Regions from separate parts of the Gossypium hirsutum genome. Here region 1 is linked to region 2. The links are chromatin contacts, called in public Hi-C maps. All regions are on one chromosome and are shown on one strand. The core of a region is the stretch at or near the end of the contact, and the rest is flanking DNA. Distances in the headings are between cores, read along the strand shown.

Region 1 (3,155 bases), core at 81-2,580, 170 kb after region 2:
CTCCTGAAGTCCTTTCCTCTTGATCTCAAAACCGACTGTGGAAGTGTTGGTGAATATGCTCCTACCAAGTCCAACTCTAAGGTTACCCCTTCCTCACCGGAACACAAAAACGCCGATTTTAACTGGCTAGAAGAGCATTGGTGGAACCTGAAAACTCACATTAACTTTATTTAATCTAACCTTATGTCATTGACTCTAATAGCTCAGCTACAAAACAGTAATTGAGTAATAGAAAGATGCTTACAAATGACTTGTTCGAAACCATTTGTCATCACTGCAAAAAAAAAAAAAAAAAACTGTATAAATAGAATTTTAATGAAGTTATTAACATGTATATTTATCAAATAAATTACTTAGAAAAGTCATAATAATTTGGAGTGAAACTGACATGTCTTGGCTACTGAGGTTTGTTTCTGAAATAAGATCCACCCACATTGGTGCTTCAATTTCTTCCTACATATTTCAATCAAAAAATAATAAAATTTATTATTCCAGTGAGTGGACAAAAGGAAATGTGGTTGAGAATCAGAAACAGATTCATTACCGAGAAAAACATGACGATAATTCATAAAACCGGATATCATTTCAGTCCATGGAAACTTACAATTTCATTTGCATATTCTGATATGGAAAATTTATTAAAATCTAACATTGTTTAAGATATTTTCTTTTCTTTTCTTGTTTCCTACATTTTCTTAGCAAACAAACAAACCCTTTTCCGTTAATCAAGGTATCTCATTTCACCAATCCAAATAAACCTAAAAAGCCATTATGAACCAAGAATATAACTAGCTTAAAACCACAAGAAAAACAAAACCTAGAAATTAAAATAAATATAATATACATAAACAAATTAAATAAACAAAATGTAAATGTAAAATAGCAACAAGAAAACAACATGTAAAATGTTTCCAATCACAAAGAAAACAAATGCTTTAATTAAAACCAATAAAACCCAAGAAGAATCAAAATGAAGGGTTTTAATGTATTACCAGAAATGCCCAGTGATCTTTCTGATTCTTCAAAGCCATTTTCTTTTTTCCTCTGTTCTTGAATCTCCTTTTAATGTCGAAAATCCTTCGTTTAAAAAACTGGGTTTTTTATTTGGAATCAAATAGTTATGAAACAAAGGTGATTTAAAGGCTCTAAATTTTCCATTTCTCTTTGGGGGATTTGGCTCTTTGGGTTCTTCTCTGTTATAGCAAAAGAATGCAAAGAGAGAGACAGAGAGTGCAGAAACGCTGCCGTTTCTCGAATCACCATGTGAGAATTTTAAGAAATTTATTTATGGTTGATTTATGGCCGTTGGATTGAGATTTGAAAAGATTGGAGGGTGAGGATTTGATTTTGAGACATTAAGGTTTTATAATTTAATGATGTTGTTTTGGTTATGGGACAGCGCGTTAGCCATCTCTAATATAATTCGACCGTTGAGAGATTTTAAAAATGTTGGAGAGAAGTTCACTACCGTTACCTGATGGTCACCTTTCTTCACATGAATGACAAAACTTTGACTATTTAAAACTCTCTTTGAAGTCTTATCACTGAGATTAAAATGTTATTCTTGAAAAAAATTCGAAAATACTGAATATATTTGTTTCAAACATATACCTACTCAAGTAGAGGCTCCGAGCCATGCTCCTTAAAATAGTAAATTTTTAATTTAGATCTTTTATATAATATATAAAATTTTAAATTAATAATAGTAAAATTATACTTTCACCACTTTAAAAATGTTAAAAATTTAATTTTACCCTTTAAAAAGTATAAATATATAAACTATTAAAATGATAAATTTATATTTTTATTATTATAAAAATATATAATTTAATTCTGACTTCTAAAAAATTTCAAGCTCTACCTAATATACTCAATTTTATATATCATTAGGTTTTCGTATCTAAACTTATTATATACCTAAAGCAATATATATTTTATATATACCCAAACATTCATAATTTAAGTTAATTAAATTTTGACATATTCAAAATTTTCAGGTCGAATTTTTACACAAAACCCTAAAACAATATGCTATCTGTCTCAAAAAAGATGAGATTTGCACACAATAAAATTAAAATTCATATAACCAAATTAGTATGGAAAAGAATATGAACATTTTTCATTTCATCTGTACACAAGAAACTACAAATTCATATCTTTCATCGATGAAAGTATCATAAAAACCTCTATAATAAAAATCAAATTATATTTTACTCCTTTCAAAAAAAGGGCAAATTAATCCTTACACGTTAAGTTAGAGAGCAAATTAATCCTGTTAAAAATTTTATCCATTTTTATTATTAAAAATTAATATTTATACATTAACATGGCATATATATGACATGTCACGTGTCATTGTCAAATTATTCCATCAAGCACACCAATTTTTAACAGTACAAATAAATAAAATTTTTAATATAAAAGATTAATTAAATTTTTAATATAAAAGATTAATTTACTTTTTGATCTAAAATGTACAGACACAAATTTACCCATTTTCTGAATAAAATGGACAAAATACAATCTAGCTACTACAATAGTCTCTATAGTACTTTTGCCCACTTACAATAGAAGAAGAATATACACAACCCTAAACCCAACTATTTGAAGAAAAAAAATAAAAGGGGTCTCAACTCCACAAATTCCTGTCTATGTACATTTGGTAGATATACAAATATATACCTCTCCCTCCCTGCCTCCATGTCCATGGACTACACAACTGTTTATATTTGTTACCAAAAATGTAAATAAACTGTACCTGAGAATGGAAACCATCTATGATGGTGATTTGCCGCAATTTTGTAACACTTTCCCTCGATTTGGCCACCATTTTTTTTGTGTTTTGTCTGAATCTTGATGTCTATGCTTTCGGACTATGGCCTTAGTTTCCTTTAATCTCACCTTGTAATCTTTCTTCCATGCCCTGAACCTGCGCTTCAGTTTCCGTAGTTCTTCGTAAGAATTCATGTTAGAAGCAGGTTGGGTCGTTTTGTTTATATCATCTTCAAAACTTTGTTTCTGCTGCTCAAATTCCTTTACCAGACTGCTCACTCCATTTTCTCTCCCCCCAACCTCTGCCATAGCACTGCCTTCACTCTTTTTGGCTGCAGCAAGACTTGCCTGCAACAAGTGCAATTCAAATCAATACACATCTA
Region 2 (2,944 bases), core at 411-2,910:
CATCAAATAGTGAAACCAATAAGCAAATTTCTCACTCGTCTTATGCGACCCTATGAAGTCCATGTAAGCCGGATTGTGCAGTACAGCATTCCATACATTCGGATCCGCAGCAATTGACGCAACCATAGACTGGGAGCAAAACCAAAACCATCAATAAATAGAGTTATATGTTCACAAACTAATCGAAAGATAAAAGGTTCTGGAAAATTGACAACCAACTACTATAAGCATCATGTAATCTCTATCCAAGTTTCATATTCAAAAGTCTCGAAAACCAACTCGAAGACAAGATATGATCATGAAGACACGTCAAAAAGTGCTCAAGTCACAAAAACCCGATGGAAACTCATCTACTGGTTTTAACGTATCAAAGCAAACATAATGAAAAATGAAAGAGTTAACCACAACCTGAACTGCAGGACTCTCATTGAGTAATTTGAATGCCTGAACTGCAGGCTTTGGTAGTAAAGTGGCTTTAGCATCATATGCAACGCAATCTTTAGTCTCCTCTGAAAGCAATGAGGAGCAAGATGACCGGGTATCATCCGTCGAATCCAGAGATGATAGATAAGCCCTGAAAACAAAACCAATAACCACGAAATCATTCTCTTAAGTGATCATAAAAAGCACCCAGTTTTTAATATATTTAACCAACGAAAGCAATGATCTAATTAGGGCATCAATGATCCATGTCACCCTTAAAGTGATAAAATCCAGTTCATAACTTAAAAGATTCAAGATTTTCAATTTGGGGTTCATGGAATCAATTTTTATAAACTAACAGTAACCCAAAATTGTGTACGAACTTTTCACACTTTTGATGATGTTTCCAATATCATAATTTCAAAAATTTTAATGAAAGTTAACATCTTAATTCAAGGAAAGCAGTGATCATCAATATATCAGATTAATTCATTTATTTTGTTAAAATTTAATAAAAATAGATCCTTCAATGAATGAATGAATCCAATGAAAGGAAATTAGAATAGAATTTTCTCAAGGAATTAAACTTACTTATCCAATGCATCTTTCAAATCACTAGCGGCTTCCTTAGCCTCCTCCAGGGTTGGAGCAACTCCAAACAACACCCGAGGCATCGGCTCTCCTCCGCCGGAAATGGCGGTGGGCACCTCCTCTTCAACACCACCAGCAAACTCCCAATCGTCCACCATCTCCCATGACATCATCTGATTGGGCGACGCCGTCATGTCAGCGACGGAAGACACCCCACCGCCAGAAACAGAAATTCCGGAAGAAGCCGAACGAGAAGCGGCGACGCACATGACGGAGTATTCCGCAGACGACGGAGCCACCTGAACACCGCCACGAAGGCCAGTGTTAACAATTCCCGCTCCGGCAACTTTCGCCGCCGCTCTCATAGCTCCTCCGCCCATTTTGGTGATTCAATGAAAATAAAAATAAAAGAAAATTTTCGTAGAAATCAAGGGAACTAAGGATATTATTCAATTATTGATTTTTAAAATTTTATTTTAAAAAAAATACATTTTGTGTGTGTTTTAAAAAGTTTGTGATTATTCTCATAGGAGATGTTAAAAATAGATTCAAATTTCAAAGCAATGGTTTTTTCTTTTAAATATATATTTTTTGAAACAGAATTCAGATTGAGCTTTATTGAAATAAATTTAAAGTGTATAACATGACCCATATTAAAGAAACATAAATCACCGGCCTAAAAAGCAAATGCCTGGGCTCACACCATTCTAATGAAGTAAGCCCAAAGCAGCAAAAAAACCTAAAGATCAATAACAGAAGAAAAATAAGAAGACTCTAGACACCTAATTAATTCCACCGCGATTTTGCCCAATCAGAAACCAATCCGTTTTCATCGGCCAAATTACTAATAAAAGCCCATTTTTTTTAATAATTATGGAAATGGGCCTGTTTTTTAATTATTTACCGGAATGAGTCATTTTCTGCGAAATCGCGGCCACGTCAGCGCGATGTCGGGGTACATGACAGGAGATCGCGTCCACGTCAGCGCGACCTGCCGACGTGGACGCGATTTGCCCCGCGCGTGAACAGTGCCCAACGGTCAAAAAATTGACCGTTGGCCCCCCCCCCCAACGGTAACTTTTTTTTAAAACTATATAAACCCCCCACCCCTTTTATTTTCACAAACAAATTCGCTCAATTTCTTCAAAAATTCTCTCAATTCCCTTTAAAAATTCTCTCAATTTCCTTCCAAAATTCTCTCAAACTCTCAAATTCCTTCCAAAATCCTCTCAATTTCCTTCAAAAAATCTCCAAATTCATATTAAATTTATTTTTCCATTAAATTTCATTTTTTAAGAAAATTATACAAATTTTTTTATTTTTTTTAAATAATTTTAAAATTTTTAAAATTTTCAACAATGGCCGGATCATTGATTCGTCTTGATAGGAATCACATATCGGTGGAGCAAATGAACATGGTAAGTATTAAATTTAAATTTTAAATTTTATTTAAGATATTTTTATTTATGTATTTTTAGATATTTATTAATTTATTTTTGTTATAAAAGGATAAAGATCGCGTATTGGAATGCAATATTCGGAATATGCATGCTCCTCCATCACCGTTAGTAGAGAACTACCTCCGGGAAGCGGGATTTTGGCACGTGGCGACAGTAGGCCGGGGATGCAAGTTGGAGCCGAAACTGATCAGTGCGTTGATTGAGAGGTGGAGACCTGAGACGCACACATTTCATCTTCCATGTGGAGAGTGCACTATCATTTTAGAAGATGTCCATCTACATTTGGGATTGCCGGTGGACGGGCACCCAGTGACCGGGTCTGCCCAATCTAGCAATTGGGAGGCGGTGTGCTACGAGCTTTTGGGCGCCGTTCCGGATAAAATGGATGGAGGTAAGGTGGAGATGGGCTGGTTACGTGCGACCTTCCCCGATCTGAATGAAAATTCAACCAAAATTGAAAGAATCCGATA

What was found. Hi-C and Micro-C count contacts between places; a contact is called where the count stands out from the background.
Region 1: a Hi-C map of leaf shows a contact between it and region 2, with 3 times the contacts expected there. The contact joins the promoter of LOC107918778 here to the promoter of LOC107920059 in region 2. A contact is called at or near these places in 12 of 34 Hi-C or Micro-C datasets (callus, fibers, hypocotyl and 2 more).

What each region holds. Positions count from the first base shown.
Region 1 is chrD13:51,386,170-51,389,324 of Gossypium_hirsutum_v2.1, forward strand. LOC107918778 reads right to left here and starts at 1,331. Exons shown (of 6, transcript XM_016848359.2): 1 at 993-1,331; 2 at 389-453; 3 at 245-274; 4 at 1-147. The coding sequence starts at 1,031. LOC107920814 (myosin-2) reads right to left here. Exons shown (of 24, transcript XM_016850672.2): 24 at 2,430-3,120. The coding sequence ends at 2,776.
Region 2 is chrD13:51,218,163-51,221,106 of Gossypium_hirsutum_v2.1, forward strand. It overlaps LOC107920059, which reads right to left and starts at 1,661. Exons shown (of 4, transcript XM_016849565.2): 1 at 1,015-1,661; 2 at 409-574; 3 at 36-129. The coding sequence starts at 1,394.